3 separate regions of the Mus musculus genome follow, and regions 2 and 3 are each linked to region 1. The links are chromatin contacts, called in public HiChIP or PLAC-seq and promoter capture Hi-C maps. All regions are on one chromosome and are shown on one strand. Each heading gives the region's core, a stretch centred on a gene start, on an enhancer-like site or on the middle of the called end of the contact. The rest is flanking DNA. Distances are from core to core; before and after follow the strand shown.

Region 1 (3,935 bases), core at 605-3,104:
TGTGTTTTATTTAGTTGGTCTCGGTCCATTTTGTGTTGCTGTAAAATAATGCACAGAGTGAGTAAACTGGAAATAGGAGAATTGTCCTCCACTCGTGACTCTGAAGGGTGGGAGGACTAGGGGCCAGGTACCACATCTGTGGAGCATCACTGTGTCGTGAGAGGTTTAGAGAGTACAATGGCAAAATTGATTTAATCTTAACTCATTACAGAGAACATGGCATTCATTCACTCATGAGGACAAAGCCCTCTTCAGTGGGGGGATTACATTTCCAACATGCAAGCTTTAAAGGACACATTCAAACTGTTGCAGCCTCTGCCATTGCGACCAACCTTTGATGATGTCTTCGTAGACCCTGTATGGAATAGAAAGTTACTGCTCAAAGCTCACTAGATTTCAGAACACTTGAATCACAACATGGGGTGGGATTTTATATTAGCATTGCAGGTCCCATTATCAGAGTGCATTTTCATATTGAATTATAAACAAAAATTTTATGCTGCTTACATTTAATGAAATTTTAATAAGGCCATGTTTTGGTGTTATTATTCAAATAATGTGATCTGAATTGCTTTCCTCTGAATATATTTGCATTAAGGAGGAAATCAATTTGAGTTCGTTCTCTGAATAGTTTACCTATTTTCTTGGTAGCTTTAAAAAAGAGAGAGGAAAACTCAGTTCCGTTGTCAGTAAATGGAGAAGAAACCCATTTGCTGAGATCCACAGCAGTAATAGCAACAGACTGCTGATGGTTTGAGTTAATGAAATGACTCATTTTGTCTATTAGAGTTGCACAATTTAAACCATCTACAAGCCACACACACCACAAATTATAAAGGATGATAGCTCTTCTCTTTCTTATTGAGATTTTAAAGCTTATATATTAAGAGAGAGAATTAAGAAATTCACATTATTGCTACTCCCAATCATTGGTAACCTAAATTAAATGGTAATCTCTGGAGAGAGCAAGTGCCTCTGGGGTTAGCATTCCTCTAACATGTTTCTGCTAAAATTGTGGATGTGGGTCCGCGGCAGTTTTCCCAAACATGTCTTCCAAAAGGTCAGTCCACATTACCAAACTAAGTCACGTTATTGGCAGTGCTTACGTGGTTTCTCATGGTCATCTAACTGAAATTCAATGAAGAGAATGTGAACCTGAAAATTGCAGAAGTCTTGCTTTTAAGAATAACTTCCCTTACAGACTCAAGGGATTGTACAGAAATTAACTGGCCAGGTGGGAATGAACTCTGCCAAGGACAGATACCGGGACAGGGTCCCCTAGTCTGTCATGTCCCGCATTTGGTGCACAAGTCAACACTTTTTTTTATTTGGGGGGGGGGGGGGGTTCGAAACAGGTTTTTTCTGTGTAGCCCTAGCTGCACCGGAACTCACTCTGTAGACCAGGCTGGCCTCGAACCCAGAGACCTGCCTGCCGCTGCCTCCCAAGTGCTGGGAGTAAAGGCGTGCGCCACCACTGCCCGGTAACTCTTTTTTTTTTTTTCTTGACTTTCCAGATCTTTTCCTCCTCTCCCTTTATTTTCCCACCCGCACACATTTATCCTTTGTGTTCCATAGACAAACTTTGTAGCTTAAAAACTAACCAAAAACTATTAGACGTGTCTAAACAGGTGTGCCCTAGAACTCAACCGCACACTTGCCGAGAAGTTTTGGTTCTTGTTTTCTATTTATATGAGCTCATAAACACCATTCAATTCTCATTAAAACTGGGGATAAAGCCCAGGAGGAGCTGCTGCCAGCGCCGAGGCCCTCCGCATGCGCAGTAGCTATGAAGAGTCCCCGCCCCCGCAGGCTGGCTCCCAGTCGTATCGCTCCGCCTCCCGGACGCAGCGCGCCGGCGACGTGACGTCACGCGCGCGCCGCAGCTTCTCTCCCAGCCTCTGGGGCGCGCTCGCTCGGCGGAGTCTTCTGGCGGTTGCTGCTCCCGATCGCGGCCTGCTCTCCGCCGACCGGGGACATGTTGCAGAAGCCGAGGGGCCGCGGTCGGCCCAGCACGCAGGCTGACCCGGAGCGGGACTGGGGAGGCGCTGGCGAGGAAGGACCCAGCACGTCCCGCGCCGCGGGCGGCTCCTCCCAGGGCTCCCGCGCTTCCCTGTCGGCCCCGACCGTGGGGCCGCGCACTCAGAAGCAGCTGGAGCTGAAGGTGGCCGAGCTGGTGCAGTTCCTGCTGATCAAGGACCAGAAGAAGATCCCGATCAAGCGGACGGACATCCTGAAGCACGTGGTGGGCGACTACCGGGACGTGTACCCCAACCTTCTGAAGCTGGCCGCCGAGCGCCTGCAATACGTGTTCGGGTACAAGCTGGTGGAGCTGGAGCCCAAGAGCCACAGCTACATCCTCATCAACATGCTGGAGCCGGTGGAGGCGGATGCGGAGATGAGGGGCGATCAGGGTACCCCCATCTCGGGCCTGCTTATGATAGTCCTGGGGCTTATCTTCATGAAAGGCAACACCATCACCGAGACTGAGGTCTGGGACTTCCTGCGACGGCTCGGAGTGTACCCCACTAAGAAACACTTAATTTTTGGCGACCCAAAGAAACTCATTACCGAAGACTTTGTGCGGCAGCGCTACTTGGAGTACCGGAGGATACCCCACACCGATCCTGTGGACTATGAATTACAGTGGGGCCCGCGAACCAACCTGGAAACCAGCAAGATGAAAGTTCTTAAGTTTGTGGCCAAAGTCCATAACCAGGACCCCAAAGACTGGCCCACACAATACTGCGAGGCTTTGGCAGATGAGGAGAGTAGGGCTAGACCTGCAACTGCTAGTGCCCCAGCCACATCCTCTTGAACTCTTTGAGTTATGGTCTGAGGGACTCTGGAGATCCAGTATAAAAGAACAGGGGGAATGGGGGTCGGAGGAAGCTTGATTCTGCTACGCATAAAGGCCTTGGAGCGTTAGGATGTGTTGCAGGGTTTTTTGTTTGATTTTTTTATTATTATTATTATGGTTTGGAGCTTTAAATTTTCATTTAATTGTCTTTTTGTTTATAAAGAGTTTTCTAACTTTCTAAACCTAAATGAAATTGTATGATGCCAAACATATTCAAGAAGGAACACTTTGGTAAATTGCTTTGATGTTCTAGACGATAAAGAAACAGGGTAGCTATTATCTTAATGACTAGTTCCTGGGGAAAAATAAAAGTCTTTTTAAAATTGAAAATAAAATTGTTTTAGCTTCTTGTCAACACAGCTTTAAATATACATATTCTGTTGGGTGTGAGCACTTGTGGTCCCACGAAATCTATGTGATGTGTTTTCTAGCATTTTTATATTCATAATCATAATTCTGTTGTCCTATGGGTTCTACTTAAGATTCTTTTCTAGTATAACAAATACTATACTTTTGAGTCAGTTCACCATTATTATTATTATTGTTTCCCTGTTAGAAATTGCGGCTAAAAAGGAAATGTCATGATTCCAGACTTTTTTTTTTTTTCCATGATAAGCTAAGTCAATGGTGTTGCAGAAGTGTGTGAATGTGTATTAGAGCAAGTTGTAAAAATCGTTAGGTCTCCGGTTTATAAAACAGTGTCGTGTCGTATCGATTAACCAGGCCTGATTGGGAACCACACTGCCCAAGTGCAGATCCTGTTCCACCAGAAGAATTTAGCTTGTGTATCTGTAGAATCAAGTGTGCCCTTAAGGTGAATAAATAGGAAACGAGATAAAGCTGAGCAAAGCCCTGGTGTGGAAGAATAGTTCTTTAGAAGAACTCAGGGTGATGTCTGGTGCGGACAGACCAGTGTGAACAAGGCTACCACAAGATGAGGGGCACTTTATGTTGCTATAGGTGAGTCAGGAAACAAGTTCACAGATTCCTTGGAGTTCTTCATAGTATCTGGCCAAACACTGGGCACAGGCAGTAAGTACTGTTGTTCTGAGAAGAGTTGCAAGTTCGTCATCAGAAG
Region 2 (4,019 bases), core at 998-3,497, 1.1 Mb after region 1:
TTGTGTAGGGAAGGTTAAGTCCAAACCCTACTGTTTCTAGCTTCAGGCAGCAACAGTCTTACTCCAAGATTGCCACACAGAGATGCAATCGATTCACTCCACTAAGGTCGAGGCCAGGTGTACTGGTCTGCACAGGGCCTGGCATCTTCACACTCTTGGTTCTGCAGAAATATCCAATGGATCTCTGACTTGGAATTCTGAGCAGTGAATCTGCTTTGGCACTGTACTTGGCTAGTCCCACTAGAGGGAGTTATCACTCTTGGGCCTGGCTTGAATGTCTACATAGCTCTGATCCTGAGACCCTGCCTGGAAGGTTTAAATGACCTTGGCAACTCCACTAGACACAGCGGTAGAGCATTCTGGTGGACAGCGTGGGCCTCCTGCCTCTCCCTGCATGCTGGCTGCAGTCTGCCTGAACACAGGTGCTACCACTATAGAGTCCAAATGGCAACTCCAGAGAATACCGGGTCTTGGTGCTGGGTGGTGGCCAGTGCTTTCCAGATTTGGTGTCTCCAAAGGTCACAGGTCAGGGTCCACTCATAGAAAGATGTGTCCATATGACCTTTATTTTTAAACCACCAAGAGAATTTGGTCACCCAGGAATGGGCCAAGACAACGACCCTCTGAGAGTGATCCCTATAGAGTCCTGGGACATTGGACTGGTTTTCTCCTTCCCTGGCCTTCAGATTTGTACCCTGTTGCTGTCCATTCATGGAGGCAAGGACAGTCTAGGAGAAAGGGCTCCAGCTCCTCAGTTCCAAGGCCAAGTCCATGACCTCTAGCTCTGTTCTGACTGTCACCAGTCAAGAAGCCTCCCTACCTGCAGGCTTTGTTGTCCTGGGGAATGGCACTTCAATGCCACCCACTCTGAGAGCTTAGCTGTAAGCTCTCTATGGAGGACCCAGCCCTGTTCCTGTGTGGGCCTCACTGACTGGCACCTGTAGTCTGTGAAATGGGTGTCTGGCCCAGGCAGCCCCTAACAGTAAAGGCTCCATCTGCTCTCTATCTGTTCTTCTCTATGGGAGAGGTTGTTGGCTCTTCTGGGGTTTTGGCTGCCTTCCTCTACGTGGAGTCTGCTGGCCCTCAACTACATGTCAGACCTACCATATGCAGGCAAGACTGTGGGTGGAGATGTGGGGGAACTGGCTAATCTGATTGAAGGGGGGGAGTGGCCACTGCCTGGAAAAAAGATCACTCAGCACCCTCTGCCCTGGTGTTAGTGTCTACCAGGGTCCTGGACCAGCTCTAGGTGCTCAGCTCCTTGCTTCACAATGGTTGCTTCATCTCTGTTGGCATCTCTCAACATGCCTACCCTACAGATGTAGAACTGAAGCTCAGCAAGTTGAAGTGACTCAGTTGGACTCACATGGCTGGATACATAGTTGCCATTGGTTATGGTGTCAGATTAGAGGCAGTAAGAAAGAGGGACTTTCCATCTGGAGAGTCCAGAAAGTTGCTAAAGCTGACACCAGATAGGACGTGAGCAGAGGACAGGGAGGAAGGACAGAGTGCCAGTGTCCATGGCAGAGTGGGAAGTGCCCCAGTGTTCTTGCCTACCCTGCAACAAGAGCTTTAACAGAGGGGAAGCTTTGGACACAGAAGGGCAGGGGATGGAAGAGCTCAGAACTGGATCCTTCCTGTAAGCCCTCCCAGTCACAGACACAGAGAAGAAACTTCCAATCCAGGGAGGGTCCTGTTTGGAGAGACCCTGGAGCTCAGAGCTGGATCTGCTGAGACCTGGAGCTAGTTATGAGCAGAAACCAAAAACAGGTTTGCTGATGAGTCATCTCCGGGAGTACCCAGCAAGAGGCAGGGGGGAATGTCCTCTTCCCTGCCCACCAGGCAGGGCCTGGCCCTTCCTGCTCCCACCACAAGCAGCTTGTGCCTCTCTTGCTTGCTTCCAACTCCAAGACCATTGAGCAGAGCAGCCTGCTGGATGACTTCCTGCATGGGCACCCACCCTTGTTGCTGTGTCTAGACAGCAGCTGCTGCCCATGTTGGTGGAGGGTCCAGGAGCGACACAGCAGGGGGCTGGGGACTGGCTAGAGCTATGTCTGAAATCTTGTTCAAAACCACAGGCAGGGTGAACTGGTTGGAAAATATTCCTTCCTGGAGACATTGTAGCCCTGCCTCCTTGAATCAGCCAGCCACTTCCTTCCTGTGTGTATCTTATACATGCTAAGGGGGTGGGCTCAGCCCTGGTGTTTTTTTGTTTCAAGGTTTTTGTCTGTGGTAGTCCTTTGGTGTGTTGTAGGGCACAAGAATGGGGCTGCTGCTAAAGGGACTTTGTCACAGGGTTGTGGGAACAGCTTGGGCTAGTGTGTAAGGTGAAAGCTTTTGACTGTGAGAGTGAGGAAGAGCCCTGGCGTCACGTCTGGATCCTCGTATGAGGCAGTTTCATCACAGACAGGTCACAGGAGCTGGCTCTGATTATTTTACAGGTAACTAACTGCTTAAGAAGGCCAAACTGCTTAGGGCGTCAAAGGCAGAGAGGCTAGACTGACTTCCTGCCTCCCACGCCTGAGCCCTTCCGGCAGTCAGTTCATAGGCCCTTCAACACTGGCTCAGATCCTGCTCTTACTAAAAATCCTGCCAGCTTATTTCCTGAGAAGCCAGGGCGCTTTCGGTTTATTAACATTTTCTTTCTCTTGGAGTGAACAGGGCTGCTCAGCAGCGGACGCACCAGAAGTAATACAAGTTACCTGGAAAACCTATACACATATGTGCATATATAAACACACACACACACACACACACACACACACACACACACTACGTGTTATGGTCTACAAGATGATACAAGTTTCAAGAAAAATCTGTATTCAGCCTACAGGTGATGACTTTCCGTTGGCATGTGTGCACGTTTGTCTGTCCCTGTAGATGTCTGTACATACACATGCCAGTGGCCTGACAGGACTTTTTGACTAAGCCATAGTGTGAAATTGGTGTGTATTCAATAGAAACCATACACTGAATAGTGAGTTTGGACTTTTTCTCAGGCTAGTGGTATATACTACAATCCCTTTTCATGATGCTGGGCCCCGGCTTTGAGCTGACACATCTAAGAACTAGAGACCAGTAGAGGAAACAGTCAGTCATCGCTGTGCAGTGCGTGCGGCTACGCTGGAGGTAGACAATCAGCAGAATTTTTTGGCGGGGGGTATTTTTCAAGATAGGGTTTTTCTGTAGAGCCCTGGCTGTCCTGGAACTCACTTTGTAGACCAGGGTGGCCTCAAACTCCGAAATCCACCTGCCTCTGCCTCCCGACTGCTGGGATTAAAGGCATATGCCACCGTGCCCGGCGACAATCAACACATTAATTGTACTTCACACATTTTTCATGTATGGTGATTTTTGAGTGAGTGCGCACACGTGTGTGTGTGTGTGTGTGTGTGTGTGTGTGTGTGTGTGTGTGTACACTTGATATCATTAGCATGAGCCAACACCCATCCCACAGAATTACAGATTGTCTGACTGAAACACTCTCCTTTTTACTGACATTCATCCACTGAACCAGCACTCGGTTCTGATTGGGTCTCACACTGAGGTCTGGCAAATAAAACCACAAATTGCACTTGTGGGGTCTCAAAAGCACTGTGCTTGTGGGGTCTCAAGGGCCCCCAGCACTTAGTCCTGTGCACCTATGCTCCACCCAGTCAAACACAAGCACTCTGGAAGGGAGGAGCCTCTCGCCTCAGGCTGTACCATATGAACTGAGCCTTGGGGGACACCCTCTTGCCCTTAGACTGGATTTTCTTTCTCTCTCTCTCTTTCTTTCTTTCTCTCTCTCTCTCTCTCCTTCCTTCCTTCTTTCCTTCTTTCCTTCTTTCCTTCTTTCTTTCTTTTTTCTTTCTTTCTTTCTTTCTTTCTTTCTTTCTTTCTTTCTTTCTTTCTTTCTTCCTTCCTTCCTTCCTTCCTTCCTTCCTTCCTTTCTTTCTTTCAGATTTATTTAATTATTTATTATATGTAAGTACACTGTAGCTGTCTTCAGACATACCAGAAGAGGGCATCAGATCTCA
Region 3 (4,125 bases), core at 1,220-3,719, 1.8 Mb before region 1:
CTCCACCCCTTGAACACCAACTGAGAAAGTGCCCCACAGCTGGATCTCATGGAGGCACTTCCCCAACTGAAGCTCCTTTCTTTGTGATAACTCCAGCCTGTGTCAAGTTGACACACAAAACCAGTCAGTACAGAGGGGAAAAAATTACATTTCAAAATGTAGTGTTTGGCTTCCACTGAATACTAACAGTGAGTCTGTAAGGAAGAACCCACATGCCTCCTACAGGACTCCACCTGGAGAGGGAAGACCCATAAACATTTATCCCTGAACATCAACTCAACTCATTCCATGCCCTTCAAACTCACTTTTTCCTGTACCTCTCTCTCCTCAGCTCAGTGACTACAGTCCATATCAGTTACAGTGAACCATTTCTATCTACCCTTGACATGGACAGATCCCTTCCTAAGTAGTTGTATCTTGGCTTACAATACACCCATCCACATTCTGAAAAATCTTTCTATTTTTCTTAGGATGATGTCCCAAACTCCAAAAACACATGGCCTTGCAGGGCATTTAAGATCTGCCTTTTGGGGTCTTTTTACTTCTGTGCCCACAAGCTAATAATCTGTATGCTTTCTCTGAGGCCCCCAAAGACTTCTTCAATTAGAAGATAACTTGGGCTTTCACTAACCCCTTTTCTGAGGAAATCATATTCCGTTGTCTTTTATCTACTCTTGTATATATTCAAGTCAGGAATAGACAGCCCAGCCCAAAACTCCCTGTCAAAGCCATAGTATTATTGTCTTCAAGATATTTCAGTTTTGGTACCACATCAAACCCTTATTCTTACTTATAACCTTTTCTAGGAATTAGCGAAGTTAGTCTGTCCACATAAGAAGTTACTCCTAGGGGGAGTGGGTGGGTAGGGGAGTGGGGGTGGGTGGGTATGGGGGACTTTTGGTATAGCATTGGAAATGTAAATGAGCTAAATACCTAATAAAAAATGAAAAAAATAAAAAAAAAAGAATCTCTTTTTAAGTCTGAATAATCCCAAAAAAAAAAAAAAAAAAAAAAAAGAAGTTACTCCTGTGGAAGACATCAAAGGAATACTTTTTCTACGAGTATCAGCCTAGAAAAAAAAAGACCCAGAGGCAAATCGAACACTGACTCCCACCTGCAACAAAATATCGCAATAGGTTACATCATCCCCAGGAATCCAATTCCCATAACAGCTTTCTCTATTATGTGATCAATGCAAAACATAGAAACGGGAATCATTCTGGCATGACCTATACATTCCTGCAAAATCTGCAGTCTGCCCACACCCCCTAATCTCATTTCCATCTTTCTTCCCCTTACTCAGTCACAGTTCCCCTAAACTTATTAAAGTACCAAAGGCTTTGCACTTCAGATTAACTGCTTGTAAAGGCCTTCCCTCAGATCTTTGTTGGCTAGTTTTTTTTGTCATTCACAGAGCATAAATGTCATTCTCTGGGAGACCTGGCTCACAATCTAAGAGTCTAGCGCATCCTAGTCAAACTGTATTCCATTACTTTGTGGGTTTTTTTTTTTCCCTAATCATTCTGCAGTTTCATCTTCTCTTGTTAAGATAAAAGAAAAAAAAAGAAAGAAAAGAAAGAAAGGAAAGAAAAGTTCACAAAGTCTCCCCAACAACTAGAGTAGTGTCAACCCAGTAGACACTTGCTAAAAGAATCAATGCATTTAAACAATGTATCAATGTGCCCACTCTGCGCCCCCCTCCCCCGGCTCTTTTCATTCACAAGAAACCACTAGGGTCGCTATCCTCGCAGGCAAGCCCTTGAACCAGCCTCGCGATCCCAAAGAGCGTGCTCTCTCGCAGGCTGGGCGAGGCAGCCTGGAAGCTAACCGGGTCTCAGAGACCGACAGATGCACCAAACATCGCCACTCGCTTCCAAGAAGCACCGCAGAGCGACGACGAGTAGGGGCCCTCATCGCCTGCTCTCGGCCCTGTCGCCTCCCCCGTCGCTCAGCCTGCCACGCACGTGTCGCTCCAGCCACCCAGCTCAACCTGGGCTCCTGCTTACCTGGCTGCCATCCCGCCGGGCCACGCAGCCATCGCCCGGCCACTCGTGCCCACAGCTGCCTACTCCAGGCCACCGTACTCCACGGAAGGCCTTGCCGGCCCCTCCCTCAGCAGGCGTAGAAGCCCCATTCGTAGTACAGTGTCTCTTAGCAACCGCTTAGAGTCTCCAGGCTGGGGGTGGAGCCTGGAGAACCGCTGCGGGGAAGCGGAGGGGACGAAGGGAGAGCGACCAATCGGAGACAAGTCCCAGCCTCTATTAGCCCGCCTCCTCTAACTGTCGCGAATCCGCGGGCAGCTTTACGACAGCCAGGGGGTGGGGGCATCTGTGTGAGGAGAAGGAAGCAACCAACCAACCAAGTCGCCCCCACCCCCTACCCCAACCCCCACCCACCGCGGATCTGGTTTACGGCTTGGAGCGCAGGCTCCAGTGCGGCAGCTGATTGGCTGTCGAAGGCTTGGTCCCATCCCAGTGACCCCAAAGTGCTGGAAGGAGGGGGCGGGGGTGGCCCAGTGCAAAGTGCATCCCGAAAGCCCCCTGTCGGGACACCCTGCTGCTGACACTTCGGACCTGGTATGACTTAGGGTCTCTCTGTCCCCAGACCTCTTGAGTCCCTCGGTAGCTGAAAGCCTCCGGCCCGGCGCGCGGCAGACCCTTGGTCTGAGCCCCTGGACCGGGACTGCCCCCCCCCCCCCCCACCCAGCCGGCACTTCCTCCCAGCGCCCCTTCCCGGAGGCTGCTCCGAGGCCAAGACCGCCACCCCCAGCCTGATCGACTATCTGGATGCTCTCTGGGTTGGGGCCGTGAAGCACCCAGGAGGATCAGGAACACGGTGTCCGGCCCTGCCTGGGGTGTTTCTTCAATGGAGAAGTTGGTGAATGTGCAGGAGGCTGAAAGGAGAGAGAGGAGCTGCAACTGAGGACACAGGTAAAGTCAGTTTCTTCCTCCCTTGAGGGGAGGGGGCTGGCTGGGTGGGGGTTGGGGGAGAAGCCCTGCTCTAGCCTGCCTGCCCTTGCCACCCTCCAGCCTTTGCTAAGCTCCCCCATCCTCAGAGCCCTCTCCTCGCCCCTGGATCACTGCACCACTGATCGGTTTCTGTTTTCCAGGTTTGAGCTTGCTGGAGGACACTCGCGAGTAGAAGGGGTCTGGCCACCCACCAGAGGAGCAATAAACAGAGTGCTTTGGACCAGCATCCTCTTGAAAGGTAAAGAGGCAGACCTCCCTTCCCCCATTGTTTACTCCTGGCCCCTACCTCATTAAGTAACGCTTTATTTCCAGGGTGGTTGCCTGGGAATGCAAGCTTTCTTAGATCCTAGTTTCCTAGCAAAACCAGAAGCACTGCCCATGCCTGGTCCTTAACACCCCAGTAACTTCTCTAGCCCAGAAACGTCTTCTGGGACCTGATCAGAGCGTTTCCGTGTTTTGCATTATCTTTTGGTATACTGTGTCATGTACTCTGCTCGGAGGCTTGGAGACCTTTTTGTAGTTCCCCGCCTTACATACTCTCATAGGAATTCTTCAATTCCATGTTAATTGCTTGTTAATTCTGAATGATTCTGCTTTTAATTAAACCACAGTTTACTGTTTTGCCCATGTACATTTTTTTCTCTCTATGCCTCCATCAGGAAAGCTTCAGAGTTACCTAACTGATAATGACTTAGTAGCAGAAGGTGAACAGGAGGACTGAAACTTACAGGTTTTGAAGAAAATAATTGGATTTGGTTTTCCTGGAACAAGTGAATGTGTGTAGCTTAAGAATGGGAACAGTATAGGAACTGTATAAAAGCACTATTAGCCCCGGAAACAAAGTATATAGTTTACTATGGGTGTTCTTGTGTGTTTGTGTGAGAAAAGTGGATGGACACCAGGAGTTGTTATGAAGTGATACATAGTATTTGTTACATCTCTGGTGTTCTAGGTGAACTTATAAAAATTTACAATGTATCTCCTTGACAATAGTGGCACAGTCAGGAATTTTGAAACAAAGTATTGTTTTGGTATGTTTAGCTATCTGCTGCTTGGTTTTGGCAGTGGTCATTCTTGTTTTCTCATTTTAAAACCCTTACAGAGAATTTACTAGATTGAAATATAAGCACCTAGGTCATGTGCTCAGATTTCTGCT

What was found. Promoter capture Hi-C pulls out the DNA fragments that hold promoters and counts their contacts. HiChIP or PLAC-seq counts read pairs in DNA pulled down with a chosen protein or histone mark.
Region 2: a contact with region 1 is called in an H3K27ac HiChIP or PLAC-seq map of thymic regulatory T cells, with 7 times the contacts expected there. The contact joins the enhancer-like site here to the promoter of Nsmce3 in region 1. A contact is called at or near these places in 3 of 39 promoter capture datasets (the 3T3-L1 cell line, liver and stem cell-derived epiblast-like cells) and 2 of 115 datasets of contacts at active chromatin or transcription factors (large pre-B cells and thymic regulatory T cells).
Region 3: a promoter capture Hi-C map of pre-B cells shows a contact between it and region 1, with 4 times the contacts expected there. The contact joins the promoter of Asb7 here to the promoter of Nsmce3 in region 1. A contact is called at or near these places in 1 of 39 promoter capture datasets (pre-B cells), 2 of 484 Hi-C or Micro-C datasets (B cells and CD8 T cells) and 1 of 9 other capture datasets (liver).

The regions. Positions count from the first base shown.
Region 1 is chr7:64,870,959-64,874,893 of GRCm38.p6, reverse strand. It overlaps Nsmce3 (NSE3 homolog, SMC5-SMC6 complex component), which reads left to right and starts at 1,854. Exons shown (of 1, transcript NM_023239.5): 1 at 1,854-3,212. The coding sequence starts at 1,976. The coding sequence ends at 2,815. The region is part of intron 2 of Fam189a1 (family with sequence similarity 189, member A1); the gene reads left to right.
Region 2 is chr7:63,814,684-63,818,702 of GRCm38.p6, reverse strand. No RefSeq gene overlaps it. Among named protein-coding and RNA genes, the nearest start is that of Gm39023, 36 kb to the left of the region's middle. Within about 2 kb of position 2,247, at least 138 of the 459 cell types and tissues checked have an H3K27ac peak or open chromatin away from gene starts, as enhancers often do. A contact at or near this core is called in thymic regulatory T cells, where this site is marked.
Region 3 is chr7:66,687,905-66,692,029 of GRCm38.p6, reverse strand. Asb7 (ankyrin repeat and SOCS box-containing 7) reads left to right here and starts at 2,469. Exons shown (of 6, transcript NM_080443.2): 1 at 2,469-2,930; 2 at 3,110-3,207. Lins1 (lines homolog 1) reads right to left here and starts at 2,141. Exons shown (of 8, transcript NM_152815.2): 1 at 2,007-2,141.